Linked DNA regions of Zea mays: region 1 is linked to region 2. Evidence: chromatin contacts called from public Hi-C data. All regions are on one chromosome and are shown on one strand. Each heading gives the region's core, a stretch centred on a gene start, on an enhancer-like site or on the middle of the called end of the contact. The rest is flanking DNA. Distances are from core to core; before and after follow the strand shown. Region 1 holds the start of LOC118476096 (exocyst complex component EXO70I). Region 2 holds the start of LOC103642400 (auxin response factor 21).

Evidence for each region. A called contact is a pair of places that touch in the nucleus more often than the background predicts.
Region 1: a Hi-C map of ear shows a contact between it and region 2, with 4 times the contacts expected there. The contact joins the promoter of LOC118476096 here to the promoter of LOC103642400 in region 2. A contact is called at or near these places in 4 of 25 Hi-C or Micro-C datasets (ear, leaf and tassel).

Annotation. Positions count from the first base shown.
Region 1 is chr1:194,938,733-194,945,577 of Zm-B73-REFERENCE-NAM-5.0, forward strand. LOC118476096 (exocyst complex component EXO70I) reads left to right here and starts at 3,699. Exons shown (of 2, transcript XM_035964206.1): 1 at 3,699-5,075; 2 at 5,173-6,616. The coding sequence starts at 4,176. The coding sequence ends at 6,474. LOC103642440 (probable mitochondrial adenine nucleotide transporter BTL1) reads left to right here. Exons shown (of 5, transcript XM_008665715.3): 2 at 1,208-1,302; 3 at 2,042-2,375; 4 at 2,588-2,825; 5 at 2,974-3,586. The coding sequence ends at 3,224.
Region 2 is chr1:194,727,517-194,735,313 of Zm-B73-REFERENCE-NAM-5.0, forward strand. It overlaps LOC103642400 (auxin response factor 21), which reads left to right and starts at 5,360. Exons shown (of 13, transcript NM_001365477.1): 1 at 5,360-5,651; 2 at 6,552-6,650; 3 at 6,757-6,813; 4 at 6,901-7,065; 5 at 7,153-7,237; 6 at 7,436-7,526. The coding sequence starts at 5,493.

The DNA of each region.
Region 1 (6,845 bases), core at 2,449-4,948, 210 kb after region 2:
ACCTCATTATCTATTTCAATAGTAGTTGATTAGCTGGCTGTTTAACAGTTGGTGGTTGTTGGCAAGTTCGGTACTGGCTTGCGGTCTAGGCGGGCATCCCAAACTGTTGCTTTGTAACTCGTTGAGATGAAATGTATAGTTAATTCAGATCGGTGTTTTCTTTTTGTCCATATAGATCAGATGAGGTCAAGGAATTCTACTGGTAAGATTATGTTGGTGTGTGCATGGGTCCCATTGCCATCTGCCTCGTGTCCCATGCCTGCTGGATGTTTTTTTGTACTTATCTTAGGTAGATATTTCTTCAGAAATAGACCTGGTGCTGACTGCTGACCGGTTGAAAGCTATAGATGCACTGTAGGCGTAGGAAGCTTCCGACAGATGCTGCCGTTTTGTATCATTAGCTATTTTTCAATTTCATTGAAGCAAGTAGCTGTTTTGGGTGCTGATTGCTTCCACAATTTTATTTCCACCACGTTTGTGTGATATGTTCCTTCCAAAAAAGACAATATATTTTGTCCTTCAGAAGTCAGAACTCAGTATTTTTCCTTGTTTTAAACTTTTTATGCATCTACCATGTATACCTGTCTTTTAGTTAAGTCACCTTGTTTTTCCTTTCCCTGTCCACTTCCAACTTCCAAGTTGGACTAATATTGATAAGCAACTACAATCCAACCTTCCCAGCTTTTTGTGATGTTGCCTAGGAACTTTCATGCCACCAGCTAGGCAACCGCAACCCAATGAGCTGCAGTGTAAATGTGTAATCATTAGTCATTCACAGTTTTGTTCACTTGGTCAGAGTTACGGACTGAGGATGTTTCCTAAAGAAAGAAAATAGTGCAATTTGGATTAGGTTTTGACAAAATGCATGAAGTAATAGGTTCATAATAGCTTTGGTCAGCATTCACCAAGTTACCTGGGAATGCACAAGTGCCTATGTCTTACTAATAAAACGACAAGTGATGTTCATTAGCTTTGTTGCTTTCATTGTAAATCAAAAGGAATAATAATGATGATAGCTGTATATTGTATGTGAGTTTATTTTTTCCATCTTCTCTATTGCATTTTCTACCCCGATAAACACTTGCAGATGCTTAGGATTATTTCAGAGTTGGAACTTCTTGAAAATAGAGTTCCTTATGAGTTTTCAAATATTGCTAATTGCTGAAGGAGTTATGAGACATTGATCTAAGACTTGTATCTAATGCAGACTTTTCTGAGGAATAGAGAAGTTGCAGAATTCGTGAGTGGAGCATTGGCTGGTGCAATGACTAAGGCTGTTCTTGCTCCCTTAGAAACTATCAGGTAGTTGTCATATTTTGCTCTCCAGATTTGTCTATTCATAATCCTAAGTTTGGTGTCTTGCTATTTCAAAATATATTAGTTTGGATGCATGAGAAAGTTCCTAGAAGGGCAAGCCCGGTGCAGTTGTGAGAGCTGTCTCACTAAGTTACTAGGTCACGGATTTGAAGTAGCTTCTCCGTATTTGCAAGGGGAGGGTTGTCTTGGTTTATCCTTTCCCCCACACGACACTCATGTGGGAACCTCTGGCACTGGGTCTGCATGATAAAGTTCGTCGCCCACACTAGGAAATGAGTTTGTTTACAATTTTTAATGATCTGGCAAAGCCCCTACTGAAATTTATTGACAAAAGAAAAGAGAGAAATCGAGTTTGAACCAACAACAAAAACAATGAGGTCCCAGACCTCATAGCACCGAGTATCAGGAGGCAAAGAAAGAAAGAGAGACACTCCAGAGGAAGGAACAAAAACAACAGGAGGAACTAAAGAAACTACAGAGGAGGGTTCTGATCTTCTTTTAACTCTGCCGATTATATTATGATGGTACTAATATATATCTTTCAATGAAGTGATACCCACTTGCTATTCTAACTGCAGTAATTTACTACACCAAGCACACTTAGCTAAATAATATACAATTATTTTGCTGTATGTTGCCATTGATTCAGATAAATATCAAAAGTGCTCTTTCTACTTATAAAAGAGTATCTACAAGTAATCTGATATGCTTTGATCAATTTCAGGACAAGAATGGTTGTAGGGGTAGGATCAAAACATATTTTTGGTAGCTTTGTGGAGATTGTTGAACATAATGGCTGGCAAGGACTCTGGGCAGGTAATACAATAAATATGCTCCGGATTATCCCAACTCAAGCAATTGAGCTCGGGACATTTGAATGTGTCAAAAGGAGTATGGCCTCGGCACAAGAGAAATGGAAAGAGGAAGGATGCCCAAAGATACAACTCGGCGATTTGAAAATTCAGTTGCCATTTCACTTACTATCGCCGATTGCGATTGGAGGTGCGGCAGCTGGAATAGCTAGCACTTTGGTGTGTCATCCTCTTGAGGTTCTTAAGGTACTTCAGAGCTAAATCCGCATCTTGAATATCTGTGGGCACTATTCATGGAATGTTAGGTTCATTTTCCTTACTTTCTTTTTGGGGTCTGGTTTATATTTCTGACTTCTATTGCCTATTCCAAATAAATGGCAAACCAGCAAACTTCACAGAAATTTGTGAGGCCTCTTATTTAGTTAATCGATTACTTTTTGCTGTTCTTCGTGTCGCAGGATCGCATGACTGTCAACCGTGAGGCTTATCCTAGTATTGCCATTGCCTTCAGCAAGATCTACCGAACTGATGGCATTGGTGGTCTTTATGCTGGCCTCTGCCCAACGTTGGTTGGCATGCTTCCATATAGCACATGCTACTATTTCATGTACGAGACCATCAAGACTAACTACTGCCGTGCGCACAAAAAGAAATCTTTGAGCCGTCCTGAGCTGCTGGTTATCGGGGCTCTTTCAGGTTAGATTCAGTTGCACGTAAAGTGTTACTTCGTTTCAATTTGTTAGCCAATATGCAATTCACCAAACTTCTTGAAACAGACTAGGAAGTGTGTTATATTCCACGTCGGCTGTCCTGTCTCACAGTTGTTTGAATTTGAACCTTCTAGGTCTAACTGCAAGCACGATCAGCTTCCCTCTTGAAGTGGCAAGGAAGCGCCTTATGGTAGGATCCCTGCAAGGGAAGTGCCCACCCCACATGATCGCGGCGTTAGCCGAGGTGATCCAAGAGGAGGGTGCCAAGGGGCTTTTCCGAGGATGGGCGGCGAGCTCCCTGAAGGTCATGCCAACGTCCGGTGTCACCTGGATGTTTTACGAGGCATGGAAGGACCTTCTTTTGAGTTCACGGCTCCATGCGTAGCAGGAGCTTGAAGAAGTCGGGCTCTTGCATTGTCACAGAATAAATTTGTTGCGCTGTGTCGGATTTTCAACATTTTTTTCTTCTTAAAAAGTCGCACACATGCCAACCATTTAGGAGAGAAGAAGGCCATCTTGTGCTGGTTGCACCCTTGATTAGCAGCACTAGCCAATTGGCCTTCGCTGACCTGGGATTATCTAACTACTAGCAACTCTGAGCAGACTCAACCTGGACTGGGTATGCATTGGCCCCAGGCATCGTTGTTGCGAAATTTGTCTACTAATGAAAAACAAGGACTATTCATGAACCTTTTGTCACTGAATGTTGCATGTTTTGTATGTGTGGGGCATTTATCCGGTTCTTAATGAGTCTCAATGTTACACAATATTATACATCTACTGGTCCAAAAACGAGTGTTGTTGTGGGAAATGTGCAAATAGACTTTGTTCTAATTTCTCATACGAGAACTATATTAGCATTTGTGTATGCTACACCCTCAGTGTTCCAATTATAGTTCAGTTATGTTTTGTACTAAGTCAAACTTATCAAGAGTTAGTCAAGTTTTAGAAAAATATGTGCCAGCATCTACAAGTTTGAAAAGATGCACTAGCAGGACATATTTCATGGAGTGGTTAACAAAAAAGGTATTGTAGACGTTGAAGCATTTCATGGAGAGGTATTGTTTGACTACTAAGACACATGTTACTGTTACTCTATAATACAAGAAGTCCTGGCTGTCAAGTAAATCAGACCAAATTTGCTTTGGTTGCATTATTTTCGTGCCAGCTATTTGCTGCAAAATTCCAGAACCTTGTGTATCGAACCACAGTTGTACATCTCCAAATTACTACTAGTACTCTGCAACAACGCGGTGCAATCTCCAAAGATGGGCATTTGTCCTAAGTGGCCGCTAAGCTCCAAGATTTTTGCTTTTACAAAGCTTCGTCGCAACCAATGGTGAGAGAGACATGCAGTGGCTACACAAGGCAGGCGCGCGACAGTCGTGAGAGAGGCATCGTCACACGCGTGTTTACCTCAGGCTCAAACACCGGCCGGCCGCCGGCCATGTGCCCCGACGCGTCAACGCCGGCGACCAAAGATGCCGATGCCGGCACCGACACCACTATTGTTCTTGCGAAGCTTCATGCTTCGCGAGCCGCCATCGTCTCGGTGCTTTCCGCCGCGGCTGAGGCTGAGGTCGAAATCGACGCCATCGGTGACCGCCTTGATGAGCTCCTGTCCAGCGCCTCGCCGTCGTCCTCCCACCACCTCCAGTCCCAAGCCGTGGCGGCACGCGCGCTGAGCGCGCGCATCGACCGCGCCGTCGCGCCGGCCGATCCCCTCCTCGCGGAGTTCCGCCGCGTGTCCGCGCTCGCCGAGGACGCCGCGCCACCGGCCAACCCGGGCGACGCCGAAAGCGCGGTGGCGTTCGTCGACCGCGTGGACCAGCTGCGGGACGCCATCGAGGAGGTGGTGGCGCGCGGCGAAGAGGCCGTCCGGAGGGTGGAGGAGGCGGTCGGCTTCCTAGGCAGGACCAAGGCAGCCGGCCGAGGCCGCGTCCGGAGGCTGACCGAGGCCGCCGCGGCGCTGCGCGCGGTGTACGAGACGGAAGCCGAGGAGATGCGCTTCGAGGGCCCGCTGGACGATGCTCTCCTCGGCCTCCAGGAGCTCTTCGAGGCGCTGCTCCTCAGGCTGAAGCACCCGGCGCCCGTGGACGACGACGTCGCCGGCGCCGAGGATGACACGGCCGGGCACGAGCTGGGCACTGACGACGAAGTGGAGGCCGCCGCAAGGATGGCCAAAACGCTCGCCGCCAACGACTGTTTGGACATCTGCCTTGACATCTACGTCAAGGTGATTCGTTTTCTCTAACCTCTACTACAGCTAGCCTTGTCGTGACAGACAGTTGCGATGTGAGTAACCGAAATAACTGTGGGGTGACGTCACTCAGACGAGGTACAGGAGAGCAGCCAAGGCGATGATGCGGCTCAACCCGGCGTACCTCAAGTCGTACACGCCGGAGGAGATCGACGCAATGGAGTGGGAGTCGCTGGAGTCGGCCATGGCGCTATGGAGCCCGCATTTCCACGTGGCTATCGCCTCCGTGCTCGCCGCGGAGAGCCGGCTCTGCGAGCGCGTGCTCGAGCCCCTGCCGCCGGCGGTCTGGCCCGAGTGCTTTGCGAAGATCGCCGCCCGCATCGTCGCGGCGTTCTTCCGCTTCGCGGACGGCGTGGCCGCCGCGGCGCGCGAGCCGCAGAGGCTGTTCAAGCTGCTCGACATGCTCGACGCGGTGGTCCGGGAGCGGGAGCGCCTGGACGAGCTCTTCTCCAGCGGGTCGGCCACGCTGGTCGCCATCCGCGAGCGCACGCGCGAGGTGGAGCGCGCGCTGGGGCGCACCGCGGCCGGCGTGTTCTTCGAGTTCGGTCTCCGCATCGAGACGCTTTACGTCACCGGCGCCGGTGCCGACGCCGGGCACGTGCCCAAGGTCGTGCGGTACGCCGTGAACTACCTCAAGTGCCTAGCGTCCGACGACTACCGCGCGCTCATGGACACCGCGCTGCGCGCGGATCTAGAGCGCGGCGACGAGGAGGACGCGGGCGAAGGCGGCGACCGCGCCCCGCTCGCCGAGGCGGCGGCGAGCGTGCTGGAGGCGCTGCACCGGCACGTCGAGGCGGCGCGCCGGGTATGCCCGGACACGGTGGCGTCGCACGTCATGGCCATGAACGCGTACTGGTACATCTACATGCGCGCCCGGGGCACGGAGCTGGCGAAGCTGGTGGGCGAGGACACCATGCGGCGCCGGTACAAGGCGGCGGCCGAGGAGGCGGCGTGGGAGTACCAGGACGCGGTGTGGACCCCGCTGGTCCGGCTCATCAGCGGCAGCAGCTCCGGGGCGCCGAAGACCTGGCCGCCGGACGATGCGCAGGAGAAGGCGGCGGCGTTCGCTGGCAAGCTCGAGGAGCGGGTGAGGCGGCACGGGGCCGAGTACAAGATACCGGACGGCGACCTCCGGGGACAGATCAAGATCGCGGCGGCCAAGGCGGTGCGCGGCGCGTACGCCGGGTTCTTGAAGGCAAACGACAAGGCCCTGGCTGGCTGCCGGAAACAACTGCTGCCGCTGGACATCATCGAGGGAATGGTTGGGCGCGTGTTCGACGAAATGAGCGATGGAACCGCCGGCAGCGTCGGCCGGGCGAGGAGCCGGCGGGAGTCCAGGAGCAGCGGCAATCTGGAGGGCTTCTTCGGCGTCTAAAAATAGCGAAATGCATGCTTCAGTTCTGTTATTGCAAAAAACGTTGTGTTAAATCTTCAAAGCCAATTGGATCTATCAAAATCTATTTTATCGCAGTATGTACTTGAAACTAGATAAATTTAAAAGGTTGGAAATATATTTCTGAAATTTGTATTACTATTATATTTATTGTTGGCCGAAGTTAAACTAGGGGCTAAATTTGTATGGATCCACCCAACTATAGAGATAATTAAAAAATGACAAAGAGAAAGAGTCTTCTACCAAAAGGAGGCTCTCTAATAAGCTCTTACTAAAAAAGAGGGAGGAGCTCCTAAAAAAACAGCAGCCAGGAGACAAAAAAAATGAGCTTCTACCGACTCATCTCCCATATT
Region 2 (7,797 bases), core at 4,110-6,609:
AATAGGTAAACAAGGACATGGATAACAAAAGCTAGTCAATCCTTAGGTATAAATGTGTAATGCGGGAGGTGAATTAAAGAATGAATAGGACAGAGATAGGTCAAAGGACACTTGCCTCCACCAAACGACTGCTGCTCAGGGGCTTCTCCTGCGAATTCCTCGGGCTCTTCGACCGGATCGTTCTCTATGCGAGCGCAAACATACATACATCCATCCACATATTTAATACAAAAGAACAGTACACCATACAAGGGAACAAATAAAGCGAATATGCATCAAGTATGACATTTGACGTTGCATTTGTTATGGTTAGAAAGAAACGGGAAAGGTCTCGCAGGGGGTTAAATCTTATGCACTAATGACACAATTGGTTTTTAACAAAATAATTCTGTTATATATATTTATATATACTGATGGAAACCTAATCACTTTTAGTTGATCAACATTGCACAGGGTAAACAATTAACTACGTGAATCAATAACATAACGAAATTTTAAATTAAACTTCCTATTTTCCCATAGCATGAACAGTGATTAGTCTACTTAAAATACAGTAATTATGATCACAGAAAGTAAATAAAATAAAATAAAAAAAATAAAAAAAATAAAAAAAACAGAGGGGGGGGGGCGGTTGAACCGGCCCTAGGGCGGTTGAACCGGCCCTAGGCGGGGCGCGCAGGGGGCGGCCGAGCGGCCGAGCCGGCCGAGCCGGCCATGGGGGCGCGCGCGGGGGGGCCGGGGGCGCAGCCAAGGGGCCGAGCGGGCGGGGTGGGGCGGGCGGCCGAACCGGCCATGGGGCCGAGCGGCGAGAGGAAGGGGAGGGAGGATGGGGGAGGGAGGAGAGAGGGAGGAGGGGGGGGCTTACCGGCGTCGGGGATCGACGGCGAGGGGCGGCCGGCGGCAGGGGGCGGCGCGGCAAGCAGGGGGCGGCGGCGGCTACCTAGGGCAGGGGGCGGGTAGGGGGTAGGGGCGGCGGCTTAGGTGGGGAGGGAGAAAATGAGGGGGGGGGAGAGGGTTAGGGAATAAGGGAAAGAGGGGGGGGCGGCTGGGCCTATTGGGCCCAAGGGGGGGGGGGCGCGCAGGGGCCTGGGCCGGCCGGGGTCGGCCCACGGCGCGGGAGAGAGAGAAAAAGAGGAGAGAAAAAGAGAGGGAGAAAAAAAGAAAGAAAAGATCTTCTCCACATTTTCGAAATCCGATCTTTCTACATGAATGCAATTGCGCTTTCAAAGCAATCAAAAGAAATGCAAGGTTCGGCATGGTGCATCAAACAACATAAAGTATTTAGGGTTTTTATACGTACGGGAATTCCAAACCGAATCCCGCTTAGAACTTTGGAAAAGGTCAAGGTTTAGCGAAGGGAAAAAGAAAAGGGAAAGGTAACGCCCGAATTTTGGCGAGTAAAGAAAAGAAAAAATTCAACTGCAAAATTCGGGGCGTTACATGAACCAACGATACCCCATGAGCATTTTATTCCGGTAGAACACACTGAGGAATCCCATATACATAATCATGTGGAAAATGACAATGTATCAACTCGAAAGAGTAAGAGACCAAGGATTGCAAAGTCCTTTGGTGATGATTACATTGTATATCTTGTGGATGACACACCAAGTACCATTGAAGAGGCATATTCCTCTCCTGATGCTGACTTTTGGAAGGAAGCAATAAGGAGTGAGATGGATTCTATTATGTCTAATGCAACTTGGGAGGTAGTTGAGCGTCCTTATGGGTGTAAGCCCATTGGAAGTAAATGGGTGTTCAAGAAAAAACTTAGGCCTGATGGTACTATTGAAAGGTACAAGGCGAGGCTTGTAATTAAAGGCTATTCACAGAAGGAAGGTGAGGATTTCTTTGATACTTATTCACCTGTGGCTCGATTGACCACAATTCGTGTGCTACTTTCTTTGGCTGCCTCTCATGGTCTACTCGTCCATCAAATGGATGTTAAGACAGCATTCCTAAATGGAGAGCTAGATGAGGAAATTTACATGGAGCAGCCAGCTGGGTTTGTAGCAAACGGTCAAGAAGGCATGGTGTGTAAATTATTGAAATCTTTATATGGCCTAAAACAAGCACCTAAGCAATGGCATGAAAAGTTCGATAAAACTTTGACATCTGCCGGTTTTGTTGTGAACGAAGCAGACAAGTGTGTATACTATCGGTATGGTGGGGGCGAGGGAGTAATTTTATGCCTATATGTTGATGACATTCTAATCTTGGGGACGAGTCTTGATGTGATTAAAGAGACAAAAGACTTTCTGTCTAATAATTTTGAAATGAAAGATTTGGGAGAAGCTGATGTTATTCTTAACATTAAGCTACTGAGAGAAGGCATTGGTGGGATCACACTTGTGCAATCCCATTATGTGGAAAAGGTTTTGAGTCGCTTTGGTTTTAGCGAATGTGAACCTGCTCCAACGCCTTATGATCCTAGTAAGCTATTAAAGAAAAATCGAAGGATAGCTAGGGATCAATTGAGATATTCCCAAATAATTGGTTCACTCATGTATTTAGCTAGCGCTACGAGGCCTGACATCTCATTTGCTGTGAGCAAACTTAGTCGATTTGTTTCAAATCCGGGAGATGATCACTGGCGTGCTCTTGAGAGAGTTTTGCGCTATCTAAAGGGTACTATGAGTTTAGGCATCCATTATACCGGGTACCCAACAGTGTTGGAGGGTTATTGTGATGCAAACTGGATATCTGATGCTGATGAGATATATGCCACAAGTGGATATGTGTTTTCACTTGGAGGTGGTGCTGTTTCATGGAAGTCTTGCAAGCAGACCATCTTAACGAGGTCGACTATGGAAGCAGAACTCACAGCATTAGATACCGCTTCAGTTGAGGCTGAGTGGCTTCGTGAACTCCTTATGGATTTACCGGTGGTTGAAAAACCTGTGCCGGCTATCTCCATGAACTGTGATAATCAGACTGTAATAATTAAGATAAACAGTTCTAAGGATAATATGAAGTCGACAAGGCACATAAAGAGGCGTTTGAAATCTGTCAGGAAATTGAGAAACTCCGGAGTAATAGCGTTGGATTATGTCCATACGTCTAAAAATCTGGCAGATCAATTTACTAAGGGGCTATCACGTAGTGTGATAGATAGTGCATCAAGTGAGATGGGCATGAGACCCACCTAAAGTTTATCATAGTGGTAACCTGTTCTATGTGATCGGAGATCCCGTGAATTAGAATGGTGAAACAAGCTAGTGGTAGACTGAGAGGAAAGACCCTTAATAAGGCTCATTTCAGATGCATATCTTTCCTTACTGTAAGGTAGGTTGGTGTTTACACCTTAATATGTTCCAAGTGGCTTTGTGAAGCAAAGATGTTGTCCTACAGAACATCTTTAGAGGAACATACCTATATGGGTTAACTGCTAGTCACAGTTTATGAGATCTGGGTGGTCTCTAGATACCCATGAAAGGCTATGGAGTTTGACTTATATGCTCCAACCAGAGGGGATGCGTTCAGCAATCTAGTACTGGTAAAGAGTTTAGATGAAACTCATTCCACGCAAAACTGCCAATTCAAGGCCTAGTCCATTGTGCAGTTGTGGTCAAGTGTAGTCTAAGTTCTAGGTGGATGTTCAACTTAACAGTCTCCATCGAAACACCAGTATATCAAACGTTTGAGATGATGAGAGCTTTTTTGTGTGACTTAGCATTTGGTGGGGATTGTTGGATTAATGTGGGCTTGGCCCAAATTAATATTCAATAATAGTCAATGCTAATGGCCCACTTTAATGCTATGGTGTACTAATTATTTAGTACCATATTGGAAGTTCAAAGGACAAATCAATCAACTTAAATAGGTGGACCATTGGTGCATCTATTGAGAAGTTGAGAAAAGAATGAAAGACTGCCACACGCGCGCGCGCGCCGCCGCCGCCGCCGCCGGCCGGGCCGTGGCCGTGGCCGTGGCCGTGGCCGTGGCTCGTGGCTCGTGGTAGATCGGACCTTGGTCCGAATATTCCTTTCAAACGGTTGCGCATTTTGCCTGGATTGATGACCGTCATAATAACCGTCCGTTTCCTGTCTTATGGCTAGTAACGGACGTCAGTTACTGTCGTCAGTTTCCAGTTCTAATGCGCGACCGTTTCTGTCCGTTGCTCTTCTCCCTTCTTCTGACCGGCTATAAGAATGGAGAGGGAGAGCTCTTCCAGTCACGCGAATTGCAAACAACACATTCCCGTCCCATCTTCTGCGAGCACAGAGAGAGTGGGAGAGCAGGCCTCCGAAATCACTGACCGCAGAGATACACTTGCACGGGTGTGCGGGCGATCAGATTTTTGGGGAGCGTCTTCGCGACTGCTCGCGTGATCGTCCACAACTTGCTGTTCGTCGCCTACCCAAGTTGACGCGTGCTGCTGTTCTTCTTCCCGGCGACCGTTCGAGGGACTGCACTGCGTATATCTTCCTGCACCGACTTCGTACGACTACATCGAACAAACACACGAGATGTCTCGTGTGAATGGAGCCACTGGTGCCTTGAGCATCGGTCCCTCCGCTGGGTACACTCTGTTCTTCGTATTTGTGCATGTTTCATTGCTGTTTACTGCTTATGCGAGTAGTTATACACACATGCACATACATGTCATCACATATATCGCACTGATTTTCTAGATTAAATTAAAACTAAAAATGCCTAACTTTCTAACATATTCCACCATAAAGACATTTTGAAGTAGAATAGTACGTGTGTTTTTCTCTTAAGCCAAGAAAAAAAGGGAGAAAATTTCACACGTATAGTATATTAAACTGTATGCACCAATAGATTTAACCTACAAAAGGTGATAAGAAGAGGTACCCAATTTACTTATACTGTATTATAGTATTTGAACACTCGTGCGTGCGAGTCCTGCAAAATTCTCGTCCACTCGTGCTTGCTGTACTGCTGCATCCAGATTCCAGATGTGCTCTGATTAATCAATGAGCTAACCAGAAATTAACTAGCACGTACTAGTGGCTTAACAGTACGGTGGCACGAGCAAAGCGACACTGTAATTATTGCCATTTCCAGCGAGCGAGAGAGCACGCGCGGTTCCGAGCCGAGCTTGGCAAGCTATGCCGGTTGTGGGCGATGGCCTCATCGTGAGCGTAAGGTCACACTCAAACCTTATACGATCGATTTCCTTTAGATAAACAACTCCAAAAATACTTTAGAAATACGCTCACACCGGCGATTATACCGACTTTTATAATGGCACGCACGCAGGAAAAAGGACTTCTTTATTCTGTTGCTCACTTGCTCCTTTCTCTGCCGCCCGCCGCTGCCGAGTGCCGGGTCTTCGCTTTCTTTCTCCTCTTCGGGCACTTCGCTGCTTGCCTGCTCTGCTCGCGACCTGCTTCTCAGACCCGCCCTCCTCGCCGGCCGCCCGGCGATGCCTCCTGGCCAGAGGCGGCGGTGGCGGCGGCGGCGACGGAGATAGTTAGCTCTTCAGATTGAGTGACTGGTGGTCGCCGGCGGCGGAGACGCGGAGTATGGAGGCGCCGGGGACGAGCTCGGGCGGCGCCGGAGGCGAGGGGGCCGGGGGCACCAAGGTCAACGAGGAGCTGTGGTACGCGTGCGCGGGACCGCTCGTGGCGCTGCCGCCGGCGGGGAGCCTCGTTGTCTACTTCCCGCAGGGACACAGCGAGCAGGTCTCTTCCCCTTCCCTCCCTCGCGCCGATTCTTGATCAAAGCTGCCGTTTTCCACCCCCTTCAAGCTCCCGATGAGCGGGATTGCGCCTTCTATTTCTGAAATTTGTTCTCTTGCTGCGAATTTCCGTGGCGTGGCGTGCCTTGTCTTGTCTCTTTCTTGTCGCCTCCTCGTGTTCTCCGGAGATGCGCGCCGCGCGCGTGTCCTTCCGTGGTTGGTTCGCCTTTCGGCGCCAACTGGTTCTTGAGCTTCCCCGCCGAATGCTTGCTTTCCATTTGTCTCCCGACAAAAAAAAAGAGCATTTTTTCCCGGTGGCGTCTCGTACTCACAATTGAGGCAGTTTTGTGGTTGTTTCTTGTTAGTAATGTTGTTGTATTTCAACTAATTTTAGCTTCTTTGGGTGACATGACATGACTGAGTACATAGTATTTTGTGCCCCTTGCTTGATGTTCTACAACTGCTCCAATCTTTCTCCCTGCAGCTGAACGGAGTGTGGCCTTAATTTGTTTCTATTTGATATCCTTTGCTTTGCCAAGGCTGATGCTTAACTCACATGATAGTTATATATTTATTGTCTGTGATGTTGAGCTCTCGTTTGCCATGTATAGCTCAGTATAGATTTTTTTTAGTGGCTAGACAAGCAGTATTTTTTTTTTGCGTACAAACCGATTGGGGAATTAGGGCCTGATCTTAGTTATATGCGTCTGTCTTTGGCTTGTTTTCCCAACTAAAATGGAATTTCATATGAAATGCCTATGTATTGTGTGCCAGATTTATATTTGGGTTATAAAAAAGCTAAAAAATAAAACAGTTAAAAATTCCCTTCTTTATTTGCTAATAATTGTGAAAGTTGTTCGGAATTCCATGGTGAACAATTCTCATTCCTTGATGCCAATTTCAGGTAGCAGCATCTATGCGAAAGGATGCAGATGCCAAAATTCCGAGCTATCCAAATCTCTCATCTAAGCTTATATGCATACTCCGTAGTGTCACTATGCTTGTAAGAAATGCTTCCTTCAATACAGTATGAAAAATAACTGCTGTTGAGCTAGTTCTCTTTTATGCAAACGATTTTGATTAATGTATCTATCAACAAAAATTGACAGGCTGATCCTGACACAGATGAGGTTTACGCTCGAATGACTCTCCAGCCCGTTAGCAATGTAGGTCACACTTCCCTATCATCAATTATATCAGCTGTATTATAGGATGTACCTGTACCACCTTGAATTTGGAATTGGTACTGTTAGGTGACGCATTGTGACAAGGAGACGTTGCTGGCAACAGAGCTTGCACTGAAACAAACCAGACCACAGACAGAGTTCTTTTGTAAAACACTGACTGCAAGTGATACAAGCACTCATGGAGGTTTCTCTGTGCCACGGCGTGCTGCAGAGCGAATTTTCCCCCATCTTGTAAGAATATTTTACACTCTATAATGGTCAAAAGCTGAATTGTTGGCTTTCTTAATCGTTTTAATCTGTCTGTGATGCACTGTGCAGGACTTCTCAGTGCAGCCTCCTGCTCAGGAACTGCAGGCCAGGGATTTGCACGATGCAATTTGGACATTCCGTCATATATATCGAGGCAAGTCTGTAAAAAAACTGCATCAAATTTCGTAGTGGGCATTAAAGGAACTAATAAAACTTCACCTAGTTCTTATTCAAATATCACTTACCTTCTTTAATTTCATAATTTTATTAGTAACTTGTACTCATAATAGACCTATCTTGCTATTTCATAAACACATTGTTTCATATTTTGTTAAAAGTTCTCCTTCATCAGGCCAGCCTAAAAGGCATTTGCTGACTACTGGCTGGAGCCTATTTGTCAGTGGAAAGAGACTCCTTGCTGGTGATTCAGTCCTGTTTATTAGGTAAAGTTTGGAGAATGAAGTCCTTGTCTTTCTGTGGATGTTTAACTTATTGCTGTTATGGTATTCTTTGGTAGTCAGTATAGCAAATTAGACTGTAGAGTGTGTATTGTGTGTTTGCAAGAAACGAAGAAAGCCTCCATCTCTCACTTTATGCTTTTATCCTTATTGGGTAATGATTTTGATGATTCCTTGGTTCTGCCTGCGGCTGGGTCATGTGGTGGTATTCTGTTAGCTTGGAAAAGCTCTGTTTGCAGGGTTGCTCAGACAAGGA